Linked DNA regions of Astyanax mexicanus: regions 1 and 3 are each linked to region 2. Evidence: chromatin contacts called from public Hi-C data. All regions are on one chromosome and are shown on one strand. The core of a region is the stretch at or near the end of the contact, and the rest is flanking DNA. Distances in the headings are between cores, read along the strand shown. Region 1 has its middle 25 kb from the start of LOC107197787. Region 2 holds the start of LOC103031649 (mRNA decay activator protein ZFP36L2-B). Region 3 overlaps thada (THADA armadillo repeat containing).

The links. A called contact is a pair of places that touch in the nucleus more often than the background predicts.
Region 1: a Hi-C map of muscle shows a contact between it and region 2, with 14 times the contacts expected there. The contact joins the enhancer-like site here to the promoter of LOC103031649 in region 2. A contact is called at or near these places in 2 of 3 Hi-C or Micro-C datasets (both in muscle).
Region 3: a contact with region 2 is called in a Hi-C map of muscle, with 8 times the contacts expected there. The contact joins the enhancer-like site here to the promoter of LOC103031649 in region 2. A contact is called at or near these places in 2 of 3 Hi-C or Micro-C datasets (both in muscle).

Annotation. Positions count from the first base shown.
Region 1 is chr7:20,639,802-20,643,876 of AstMex3_surface, forward strand. No RefSeq gene overlaps it. Among protein-coding and RNA genes, the nearest start is that of LOC107197787, 25 kb to the right of the region's middle. Within about 2 kb of position 2,795, the one cell type or tissue checked has an H3K27ac peak away from gene starts, as active enhancers do.
Region 2 is chr7:20,756,491-20,760,993 of AstMex3_surface, forward strand. LOC103031649 (mRNA decay activator protein ZFP36L2-B) reads right to left here and starts at 1,451. Exons shown (of 2, transcript XM_007255794.4): 1 at 1,126-1,451; 2 at 1-617. The coding sequence starts at 1,215. It overlaps thada (THADA armadillo repeat containing), which reads right to left. Exons shown (of 38, transcript XM_049481770.1): 38 at 4,444-4,503.
Region 3 is chr7:20,853,801-20,858,159 of AstMex3_surface, forward strand. thada (THADA armadillo repeat containing) reads right to left here. Exons shown (of 38, transcript XM_049481770.1): 26 at 2,278-2,369. Among protein-coding and RNA genes, the nearest start is that of thada, 53 kb to the right of the region's middle. Within about 2 kb of position 2,056, the one cell type or tissue checked has an H3K27ac peak away from gene starts, as active enhancers do.

The DNA.
Region 1 (4,075 bases), core at 1,545-4,044, 120 kb before region 2:
TTTTGGTAGACAGCAGAATTCATAGTTCCATTTATCACAGCAAGTCTTCCAGGCCCTGACGCAGCAAAACAGCCCCAGACCATCACACTACCACCACCATGTTTTACTGTAGGTATGATGTTCTTTTTCTAAAATGCAGTGTTACTTTTACATTGAATGTAATTAGACACACCTTAAAAACAGTTCTGGCAAAATTGAGAAGAGCTTTAACATTCTTTTTACTCAGCTGTGGTTTTTGTCTTGGCACTCTGCCATGCAGGGCATTTTCGCCCAGTCTTTCTTTTATGGCGGAGTCATAAAAGCTGACCTGCAGTTCTTTGGATGTTGTTGTTCGCTGGAGTCCCAAAACTTTAGAATTGGATTTTTAACCTTTTCCAGACTGATATATTTTAATTAATTTGTTTCTCATTTGTTATCTGAATTTCTTTGGATATTGGCATGATGTCTAGCTTTTGAGTATCTTTCGGTTTACTTAGCTTTGTCAGGCAGGTACTATTTAATTGATTTCTTGATTGACAACAGGTGTGGCAGAAATCAGCTTTCATGAGGCCTTATACTTGGACCTGACCATCAATATTTAAAAACCAAAAGAGTAAAAAAAAAATCATCTCTCCATCTCTCCTCAGTTTTAAATCCATTGTCATCTCAAAAGATTTGGATGGTGCACCACTCATTCCAGAGAACACAGTTCTCCACTGCTCTGTGCTGGGGGCTTTATACCCCTCATACCCACACCTGGCATTAAGCATGGTGTCATGAAGCCTTACTCTATTGGCAGTACTTCTCTGCAGAAACTAGACAAACTTTAATTATATTTATAATATGTTATTTTTTAATATGTTTTGGCTTTGTTTTGTAATAATTAATGCTATGCTAATGACTTAAGATATTATGAAGTTCATCAATATGAGCCTATCAGTATAAGTGTTTTTACATATGATTTAAACAGATGCAAATAAACATACATACAGTAAAACGTAACAAGGAATTCCCATTTTTAACTAAGTATGTTATATCCTGTGAGCCAAGCTGAAGAACAAAGTGTAATAGTTCAAGATTTCTCCTGGATGCCCTTAGCCAGCATGTGTAAATGTTCAGTTCCGTCAGCAGCTCACTTGATTTACCAAATTTACCAATTTACCCAGAGGCGTGCAGACATAGACATCAGGTGGTGCTAAAGCACCACCAACTCTGCCCTTTATCAACCAAAGTGCTCTTTTGAAAACCTGAGCGATTAAAAACGAGTGAAAACAGAATGCCCTGAAATCAGCTCGCACACACCCGACTTCTCTCTTCCTCTGTCACGTGACCCCGCGCGGTCGCACGCAAGGCACACTAGATGCGCTGCAGCAGCAGTTCAGTTCAGCGAGTCTTCAGCACAGCACACATGCAACAGATAGGCTTCTTCTCCCCCGTGTCCCACCAGCCAGGTAACATACACATCAAGTAAAATCCTACCGTTTGCCCTCTAAGCCCAACGTGAAATCATTTTGTTGTGCAGTAAAATGTCTCATACAGCACCAAACTACTACGTATTTTATCAGTTGGTGGTGTGACATTTTTCCATTGAAAACTCACGTTTAGAGAATGTTACAAATAAAAGTCAAATTTCATTAAACATGTGCATGTAATTTTTTTCATAATGAAGTGTTCCACTTGCGCTAAAAAGTGCCCTTTTTCCCCCCTGAGCACTTGCCCCCCAAAATGTCTGTGCACCCCACTGAATTTACCAAACCAGGTGCTATATGATATAAAGAGAACTAGAAATAACTCTATTAAACTCAGATGAGCAGAGATTAGCAGATGTTTTAAGGAAAATGTTTTGCTTTTTTGTAAACTTTCTGTTTGTAATGCTCGTGTTTTACTGAGCTAATAAACACTTACTGCACAGATAAGACTCTTATTCTTTACTGAAATTCCCACAGGTGCCTTAAACATTTGCACAGTACTGTACACTGTACATTTAATTTGATTAAAGGTAATATTTAATTTTCAAAATGATTAAATTGACAAATTATGAATCTTCACTTGTTTAGCCTGTGGCTATTACAGCTCTGTTTCTCTCTGGTGTGTCTCCACTAGAGAGCACTGTTGCAGTCTGTGTGTAAGCAGCTCGTCCTCTCCCTCCTCCTTCTTTCTCATCAATCTCATTCTCTCTCTCTCTCTCTCTCTCTCTCTCTCTCTCTTTCATTCTCTGACTCATGCTGACACACTGAAGTTACAGGCCTGTGTGTTTTTCTGAAATAACTTGGCCAGTTTATCTGATGATGCATCCGCCTGGTCTTGGCACTGGTTACTGTGGCAGAAGAAAGTCTGACCTTTTAACCCTCTGCTTAAGTGTGTGTGTGTGTGTGCCCTTGACCTTGGTCTCCACCAGTACTGCAGATGTCTGATATATATTATACCTTACACAGACATTAGTCTCTCTCTCTCTCTTCTCTCTCTCTCTCTCTCTCTCTCTCTCTCTCTCTCTCTCTCTCTCTCTCTCTCTCTCTCTCACACACACACACACACACACACATCACCTCACACATTCTGTTTATAGCCATGGGGGCAGATGGACAGGTGCTAAAATAGCAGATAGTGCAGACACACAGCAAGTCAGACTGACAGACAGACAGGACAGTACTCTCTGATAGGAGACACACACACACACACACACACACACACACACACACACACTTATAGCTAAGGAGCCACAGAAACCTGTAGATCGGATCTTCTAGAGGTGGGGAAATGCCACCAGCCCCTCACACACTCTTGATTTCAATCAGAGCCCCCCCAAGCCCCCATAAAGGAAGAAGGAAGTTCAAGTTGGGTCTCTTTCATCCGAAAACAGATCATGGATAGAGAGGTGATGCTTGTCAGTCATTTTGTGGGTTTGTGTGTGGTGTGTGTGTGTGTGTGTGTGTGTGTGTGTTGGGGGAGGGGTCCAGCAGCAGGTCACAGCATGTTTAGTTAATGTACGGTTAAAGCAAACAAGCTGTAAGTACAGCGAGAGAGAGAGACAGAGAGAGAGAGAGAGAGAGAGAGAGAGAGAGAGAGAGGCCTGGTACGAGGGGGAGAGGAGTGGAGAGAACGATAGAAACAGGCCAGAGCCTGTCAGAGAGAGAAATAGAGAGAGAGAAAATGAGAGAGAGAGAGAGAGAGAGAGAGAGAGAGAGAGATTGGGTGACTGGAGTTTCTAGACTAGGCTTGGGTTTCTGTGTCTGCAGCTGTAGATCTGAACCTCGAGGTCGACCTAAAAGTCTATCACTCACACACCCACACATACCCACACCCCGGACACACACACACACATTCACACGCACGCATGCACACACACAAACACACCCATCATCTCATCACCTCGCCCCTCACCCCTTCTGATGTTCCTGGATTCTTATGCAGGTCAGCCAGTGGATCGGTATTACAACTCATCTGACCTCTGGGGGGTGGGGGAGTGTGTGGGTGTGTGCACGTGTTTATTTTTGTATAAGAGAATAACTGCTTCCTTTGTGAGAGAATCAGAAAAAAAAACAGGGCGGTAGAATATTACCTCCAATAAGAGCAGTAGCTATTGTTGTTTGTCTGTTTTTGTTTTTTTTTAGATAAGAAATATAAGATAATCCTTAATTAATGCCACAGCTGGGAAATTTGCAAATTTGCAAAGTCAGGAAAACAATATATACAATCTATTTACACAAGAAAACAAAGGCAAGAGAACATTAAAAATGACTAAACAATATGAATAGTAATATTTCACCTAGATTAACAGCAAGTAAATAGCAAAGAAACAGTAAATAAGTGTTGATATTTGTGCCTGTGTGTTTTTTCCCCATGTGCTCCCCTGCACATGGCCCTGTGTGTTCTCCTCATGATTGTCTGTAACTCTGCCTCCTTGTTACCTGTTCCTAGGTGTTTCTTGTCTGCTTCCGTGTGTATAAATAGCCCTTGTGTGTCTGTTCAGTTGTTGGTTCTTATATGGTTGCATGTTTTTTTGTTTTTCTCAGTCTATAGTGTTTTCCATGTTTTCTTGTTGTTTTAGTTTTGTTTTTTTGTTTGGTTATTTGATTGTTTTTTTTTTTATTATTAT
Region 2 (4,503 bases), core at 201-2,700:
TCTCGGGGCACGTAGCCGCCGCTGGAGCACTTGGGCTCGGCCCCGTTGGACGAGTGGCTGTGGCTGGCCGGGGCCGGCCGGCGCTCGTCCGCGTTGTGGATGAAGTGGCAGCGCGGGCCGTAAGGGCAGAAGCCGATGGTGTGGAAGGTGCGGCACGGCTCCGTCTTGTACTTGGGGTGTCGAGAGAGGCTGCGCAGCTCGTGGTAACCGTGCGCGAACTGGCACTTCTCGCCGTACTTGCAGGCGCCGTTTTCCTCGAAGGGCCGGCAGAGCTCCGTCTTGTAGCGGGTGGAGTTGATCTGCGAGGCCGCCTTCTGCTGCGCTTGCTGCGGCTGCGCCTGCGTGCGCTCCCCGCCCTCGCTGAAGGCGCGCTCGCGGTACCTGCTGCAGCTGTTCTCCTTGTTCAGCATGGCGGTGGTGCTGCTGCTGTCCTTGTACGTGTACTTGTTGCCGTTGCTCGGCTGCAAATCCGTGCTGCCAGCCGAGTTGCGGCGGAAAAATCCCGGAGCGATAGGACAGCTGGTGGCGCTGGCCGGGCTGGACAGAGGGGCGCCCACCGCCTTCTTGTCCAGAAGGTTGTTGAAGTGGAGGGCGTTCATGTTAAAGTTTTTCTCAGGCTGTGGAGAAACAGGGAAGAAAGTTAGCTCACTTAGTTACATAAAGCTGGAGCTGAAAACACAAAGTTCCTAACAGGACAGGAGTTAGTTAACTAACTAGATAGCCTAGCGAACTACAGGAGGAAAAGTGCATGCTAGCTAGCTTTAGCCTGCAGCAAAAGTTTGAGCTGAAGTTTAGTTTAGTGCACTACTGGTCGAGTTTTTCAAAACCCTGGTCCTGGAGACCCACTGCCTTGCACACTTTTTCTGCGTGTTTTCTCTGCCCCAACACACATGATCCAACTAATCAGCGTATCACCAGCTCAATACTGGAGTTAAAGGAGTTAAAGTGAGTGTTAAAGCAGAAAAAAAACACAAAGTTGTGCAGGGCAGTTTGTGCAGAGCAGGCTACTGCTAGCTAAGTGCCACTTTCACACAACAGGAAAAGTAGAATGAAAGCTTAACTGCTGCGTACAAACTTCCCCTGCACCTAACAAAAGTCACTTTTTTTTGCTAGATAACCAACTACCTTGTAGAGCATGTCGATGTCGTAGATGGCGGTCAGGATGGAGGTCGACATTGCTGCTTCTGAGCTGACGAGCTGCAGTAGATCTTTCATTGGAGAACCAACCAGGATCCCGGAGCGCAGCTGGTGTTTACTTCTGGGCTTCGTTTGCCACGACTGCTAGTTTGGGAGAGGAGTCCGAGAGACGGAGTTTGTAAAAGTAATTCCAGATGTCCGGGTCTGCCACTAGAGCGGAGCTGTGAGTTAGTTGTGTTTCGAGTTGCTGTTCGTCTCCCTCCGTCTCTCTCTGCCGAGTCAGAACAGTCCGCCGCGCGCTCCCCTCCAACATATACCGAGAGCAGAGCGGCCCGAGGGGGCGGGACCGCAGCCGGAGCCGCGCGACCACTCACTTTTGGACCAAGTCGAGCGCCGCCGCTGATTGGTCAGCTCTACTTAAAAGCCCCGCCCAGCAGTTTAACTTCGCTGTGACTCCACAGTCTATAACTTTCTGGTGGAGGAGTGAGAGGAGCTGGACAACACGAGGAGACCCAAACTCCACAAAACTCCTACAGTTTATACACGCTCAGTCTTCATATTCACATATATACATATTCACTGCGCACACAGTTTTTAAAAGAGTGTTTTTCTGTGCTTTAAGAATTAAGAATTTAAGAATTAAGCACAGAAGAGTTATTGAAAAAAAAAACTTTAAAACAAAGTGTAAGGTAATTTTACCATTTAGTCATTTTACTGGAAAGTCCTAATACTCTTCACCAGTTTGGCAGCACTTAAAATGAAATTTACCCCAATGAATGACATTGTCCTAAAAATAATTACAATAAATTATATAGTAATGTTCTTTTAAGACCATTTCGTACCACTGATAATAGTAACACAATAACAAATGAAATTACACACTTCTAAAGAGCAAAATAATATTATCAATAATGAAAAAAATACAGAATCAAACTGGAATATATCAAACAAAAACACTTTCATAACCACTATTTTTTAAAAGTTGACATATTAGCTCACTGACACTAATGTTGTCTCCTTGCTAGGTAAAACAATATGCAATAACAAAGTCAGCAAAAAAAAATATATTTATATTGGGACCAAGTCAGTAGATTGTAGCTACGAAAAGTTGATAACATAATTATTGCCGTACTTATGACCTAATTTATGGCATTTTATGGCCTAATTTTGTTTGTCCCACATATTGTATATCATTTATTCATTTATGTAAGTGGTTATTGCTTTATTTCACTTGGTTTGATTGTGTTTCAGATAAAACAAATATCTGCTCACATGAAGTTGAAGTTATGTACTGCTGCACAATGTCGACACAGTCATTGTTGTACATATTTTAAATTTCTCTTTGTAGCAGAGGGAAACAAATATTAGCCAGCTATTACCATTACTATTAGCTAGCAGTTTTGAAAGCACTGAGGAGTGCTAGTGGGGGAGGAGACTGCATGTCTAAAACGTGCTCTGGTTGCTTTAGTACACAGGTTCTTCACTTCTGAGGGTAATGCTGAAACCCTATCAGAGCCCGCAGACAGATAAAAAGCTAAATAGATAAACAGATAGATAAATCCAGATAGATAAAGCAACAGGCAGTTAACAGTGTGCCGTGGTACGTTACAGTAACCCAGTTTTGAATGCTTCCTTTGTGGTTAATCAACACCCAGCACTTTCGATATCTGTAAAACGATCAAAGTCTGTAGTAATAAACTAAAGTAGCCTATCCACTGCTGAGAATGATTAACTGTAGTTTTCTTTACTTGGCAGCCTATATAACATGACCGTCACCTAGTTTTAGGCTGGAGTGGTTTAGCTATAGAAGTGCAGGAAATATATTCTAAACCTTCAAAACCTCTGGTCATATCTGAGCTCTGCACTCACTGAGCAGTGCTCCTCATAATGAGCACTACTGCTTCAGCAGCAGCCCAAAAATGAGGACCATGTGAAGGAATGCCTCATGCCTCACCCCCTTAGTCACTAAACCGATCCAATACCGCCCTCTATGGGTCTTAAAGGGTTCTTTTAATCAGAAAGACATAAAGTACGTCTTGGGCACCATCTAACGTTCAAAACAGGTACTGAGCATATATTTATATACCCTTTCTGTCTGGCTCCCATCTGCTAGCTGCATTCTCCATCTCTCATTAAAGCATCAAAGTGGACCTCAGTAACACACACACACACACACACGCCTGTGGCTGCGCTGTGCACAAATTCAAGAGTGTCAAACACTGACAGTGACTTTGTTTTACCCCCACACACACCGCCCCGCCGCTGGGTGGAAAGGGGGTCGGCTCTGCTGGGCCGTTCCAAAACATTACATCACTTTACAGTAATGAACATTACAACTGCAGGCCTGAAGGCGACCCTGCCATCTACAGACAATTCAGCCCAGCCACCAGCCTCCCTTGCTCCACACATCGATTGCATAACAGAGCCCTCAGGAGCCGAGGAGGCTTTTTTCTGGGAACCGGGTTAAAGGGTGCATCCAAAAAAAAAGAAAAAAAAAAAAAGAAATACAACATACTGTACAAGACAAAGACAGCAACCACACCGATGTGTGAAAGTGTGTTAAAAATACAGGAGTGGAAAATAGAGCTGGCCTTGGAGGAGTTCAGATTTTTGTGGCCCGGCTGCAAAACACTGCCCTCATTTTTTGGCACGACAAAAGAAAGCTATAATATGTTACACAAAGATGATTCTCATCTTTTTTGACTACCTAAAATGAAGGTTCTACAAATTCTTTCTTTTTGAGGAACATTAAAAATGTTAAATAGTGAACTTTTAGAACTTTAGGGCTAGACCTAACAATTAATCTTACATACTCAGCATGCATCCTGAAGAAAGCCATGGCTGCGCCCCAATTCACACACTTCTACACTTTACTTACTATATCAGCATGCATCCTGAAGAAAGCCATGGCTGCATCCCAAATCACACACTTCTACACTTAACTTACTATGTCAATAAATGCACATCTAATGGTGGTGCACTATGTTTAATATACTATTTAGTGTAGTGTTGTGTGCATTTTGGAATACACCCCGTTTTGTTGAGTGCAGCCATTGTTCCGCAAATCAAACTTTTGAAAATGAATGATATTTCCATAATCTATGATGTCGCTACATACACATCTCTATTACAAACATTGTTTAAAGCTCAAAGAGCAAATGAAGCACCTTCTTTTTTTTTTTTTTTACGAGTGTACTACACACACAGGCATGCACACTCACTCATTCTTGAGCACACATACACGAACACACAAACATGCAAGAACACACTCCCATACAAATGTGCACGAGTCAGCCTCTAGGCAAATGCATGTAATAAAAATGAGTCTTTTATTTTGATGAAAAACAAGTTTGTGGGCGAGCGTCA
Region 3 (4,359 bases), core at 806-3,305, 98 kb after region 2:
CTTTCAGGATGCCCTGGATCAGCGTAACATCCCAGCATGCTCTGTTTATTCAGGGAAGAACTGAAAGGCTGACGTAGAGCAGTGAGATGAGTGGAGGGTCAGGGGTCAAACCAGCAGCAGCAGCAGAGTCAGAACATCTTCAAGTTCAGCAGTCAAACAAATGAAAGTGAGCAAGCCCTGATACAACATGGAACAACCTGAAGTGCTCCATTACTACACCTGTGTGTGTGTGTGTGTGGGGGGGGGGATGTGTGTGTGTTTTAGAGAATGTATTATAGGACGACTTTCTATATTTTGTTCGATTTTTGCCCTGTGAAGGCCATTTGTGATTTATGGCTATGTACTAGGGCTGGGCGATATGGCCCTAAAATAATATCACGATATTTCATGATATTTTCGTGATAACGATACTCTTGGCGATATGACAAAACAAAAAAAAAATATTTCAAGAATGCACTACTGCAACAAAATGAAAAACTAAAAAAAAAATCAAGAACAGAAGTCAATAATCCAGAATGTCATGATATGCATGCATTTCATGAGAAATTCACTCCAAATATCTCCAAATATCCAGGGCTGAAGTAAAATGAATGATACTGGACAGATATAATCTGTCTCTAGTAGATTTATAATTGAAAATTAGAAAATTAGTGATTTTTTTTTCTAAAACGTTTGCTAAAAACAGCTAAAAAATAGTACCCTGATGTGATAATTAGGAGTGGGTGATAAGGCACCATATTTCAGGGTATAATATCGTTCATGATATTCAAAAACGTTGGTTATATTATTGTGTACAATACGATTTGATACAACCCTTCTATGTACAGAAGTAAACATACGCTGACATGTCAAAAGTCAAGAGATGGGATTTTAGAACTAAAAATCAAGCATTACCTCTGGTTGTGCATGCCCTTTAAAAAAAATTCTGATCGGCCGGACACTCCTAGGAGTATTCACCAGTGTTCCAAGTTTTCTCCATTTGTAAATATTACTGTAATCTGCCTTAGATATGACTGTGTAACCTTTTCTAACCTAACTTTTTTTAATTTCTTCACATCCAGGTATAATGTGTTGCTTTTTGAGATCTTTTAGCTGCTTCATGTTGTCAGAAAGGTTCTATTTAATTGATTTCTTGATTCTACACGTCTGGCAGTAATCAGGCCTGGTTGTGGGTAGTAATGAGATTTAACTCAACTTTACAAAAAGTGTGATTAATCACAGTTTATTTACGGTGGGCAAACAATTTTTTTACAAAAAGCGAGATTGATTTGGATCGTTTTTTCCCCTTAATAAATGAAATAATTATTTAAAAACTGCTTTTTATATTTACTCGGGTTATATTTGTCTGATTTTAAATTTTATTTGATAATCTGAAGGTATGACAAAAATGCAAAAACAAAAGGATTGACTTCAGCCCTGAAAGCCTTTCTCTAATTGACTGGGTTTATGTTAATTTTGAGGTACTGGAATTGGCACAGATCACAGCCATGTTATACTTGTGTGTTTTTTTTTTCTTTTGAAGGACACAATGTGCCTGAAGTTCACAGTATGTCAGTTCCATGCACTGAACTGAGCACTCATTATTCAAGTGTGTCAAGATAAATACAGATTTCCATTGTAGTGCACCATTAAGAAGAGCAGGGGAAATAGATTGTCCATGACATGAGCTGTTTAACCTTGGCCTTAGGGCAAAAAGAGAGAAAATGTGAAAGAGCTAGAAAAAGAAAGAAAAAAAAACTTAATTATCAAGGGTCAATTACCTTCTTTGTCTCTCATCCCTTTCCTTACTTTGTAATGCATTTTTAAAAAATGTCTGTGTAACTGTTAAGATATATAATGATGATAAATTACATTGTTTAGTTTAATTATTTATTATTCAATTTTGATTCATTTGTTTTGCCTGATCTAATTAGACCCTTAGAAAATGTTGTGTGTCTGTGTGTGTTTGTGTGTGTCTGTGAACAAGAGAAAGAAAAAAAAAACACTAACAGTACAAAGATAAAGGCAACTGAGGGTTGTAGGAAACATCCAGAGTGTTTGAGGAGTTGGACCAGTGCCACACACACAGTCTGTGGGCCAGAGCACAGGCCAAGATTAATGACTGTGAAGCTCTAGTGAGCAGAGGATTGCAGCGCCCCCTGATGGTGGACTCCTGGTACTCCAAAATAAAAGTTCAAGCATTTTAATAATACTGTAAGTAAATAGAGCAACTCTGGCACAAAGACGGAGGAGATTCGGTGGCAGTTTGGAAACTGAGGATGGAGATATCATTCATACCTGTTCTTCTTGGAATGCTCATCTTTTCCTCTCTTTACTCCGAATATCCGAGTGACCAGGCTGCTGAAGAGGAGAGTGGAGGAATTCCTCACCTGGGGGGAGGAGGAAAAAGAGAGAAAAAGAGAGAGAGAAAAAGAGGGAAAAAAAAAAGGTTCAGCTGAAGGGGTGAAACAGAGGTGACCCAGAAAAGCATTTCCTTCAGTGTTTCTGCTGGTGATCATCCTGGCATGCATTTCATGTCATAACCCCATGACTCAGACTGTTTCAGTATCTGCAGGCCCGGCCCAAGGACCAGCCAGAACAACACAAACAGGCCATTTTTCTTCTGTTAATAAGCAACAAACGCTTTTCCACGAATCCCTCACAACGTAGTCATAAGAGCGAGACTGCATCATAGGCGTGACCTGAACTGCCGGACATCACCAGCATAATAATTCAGCAATAAACAGCTGTATTGTACAGATAATCCCTCCATCAGACTCTCTCAGAGATCTGGGCTAGATATAAGCAGGGCTGTGTGAAGCGTCCTGCAGTGTTACCATGCTTGCAAAACATTCCACAGAGACTACTGGGAGGCTTTTTTAGAAGCTAGAGCGGCGAAACTATTTCACACTGTATATGAATAGTAGGGGAGTGCCATTCCACATCTTACAGGATAATATTGTTATAATTGAACTTTTAGATTTTTAGATCATAGCAGTATCTGTCTTTAAATAATATTTGGTATTTTGAGCATTTCTTTGTATTTTGCTGTATTTACAGATTTACAGATCATTTTTGTTACATTATCGCTATTATTTGAGTCTTTAAATCAGAGCAAGTTACAATTGTTTAAAAATAAAAAGTTAAGAGATTTTCTTTTCAGTAAACATTTGAATCACTCATGAAAAAGAGACATTCATACGAAATAAAAGATTTATTAACATTTATCTTGTTGCAGTTTTATATTTAAAATTGGTGTCATTGTTTTGTGAAACCTTCAAAACAAGGTTATTACAAAAATAAAAGGGCCATATCACCCACTCATAATGATTACAGTATTTTTCACACTATAATGCACACCGGATTATAAAGTGCACTATCAATAAACGTCTGTTTTTCTGGACGATTTTCATACATAACGCGCACTGGATTATATGTAAGGTGCATTATGTGACACTAATAAGGAACAGGGTTGTCGCCATGTTTTCCTACTAATTCAGCAGGTCTCGCCACTGGAAGTTAAGTAAACAAAACTATATATATATATATATATATATATATATATATAGTTTTTATATATATATATATATATATATATATATATATATATAGTTTTTATATATATATATATATATATATATATATATATATATATATATATATATATATATATATATATATATATATATATATATATATATTAAAGATTAGGTTTGGTATAATCCTGTCTAAATAAAGTCCCAGAAATAATTTATATAAACACTATTATTGTCAGTTAACAGCAAAATAACACAATTACACCCTTTAATCCTCCTAACAGGCCTTAGTCTGTTTACGAGCAACATGTATAGATGATATAAAACCCTTTTTATCTGCAGCAAAATAGGTTATTTGCATTTTGAAAACTTTGAGTGCTTTGAAGACTCATACAGGACTCTTAGAGAAGATGCCTGTTCACGCTCTAATCCACTTAAGATTTTGAGATCAGTAAAAGGAATCAGTCCAAATAAAATAAAAAAAACAAACATAACTATACAACTCCAAAGAAACAGAAATTTTGGAGGACATAAGATTTGATTTGTATTCGGGAAAATATTAATTCTGAAATAAAGTTTAGAAAAGTGCCATTTTTAGGATTTTTGTTCATTATATTTTGACAGTTGCAGATTTACTTAAATATTTTTATTATTTCCTATTACAAGATTTTCAGTAATGTTTCCTCATCAAACATAAAACCTTTTTATGTAACGTTTAAACAGAAATCCTCAACATTATGAAATATAATATCAGGCAGATATTACCTTATTAAATAAAAATATTAAACATTGGAACTAAAATATATAGAATGTCTAAAACATCACAATTAAATAAACTATAGAA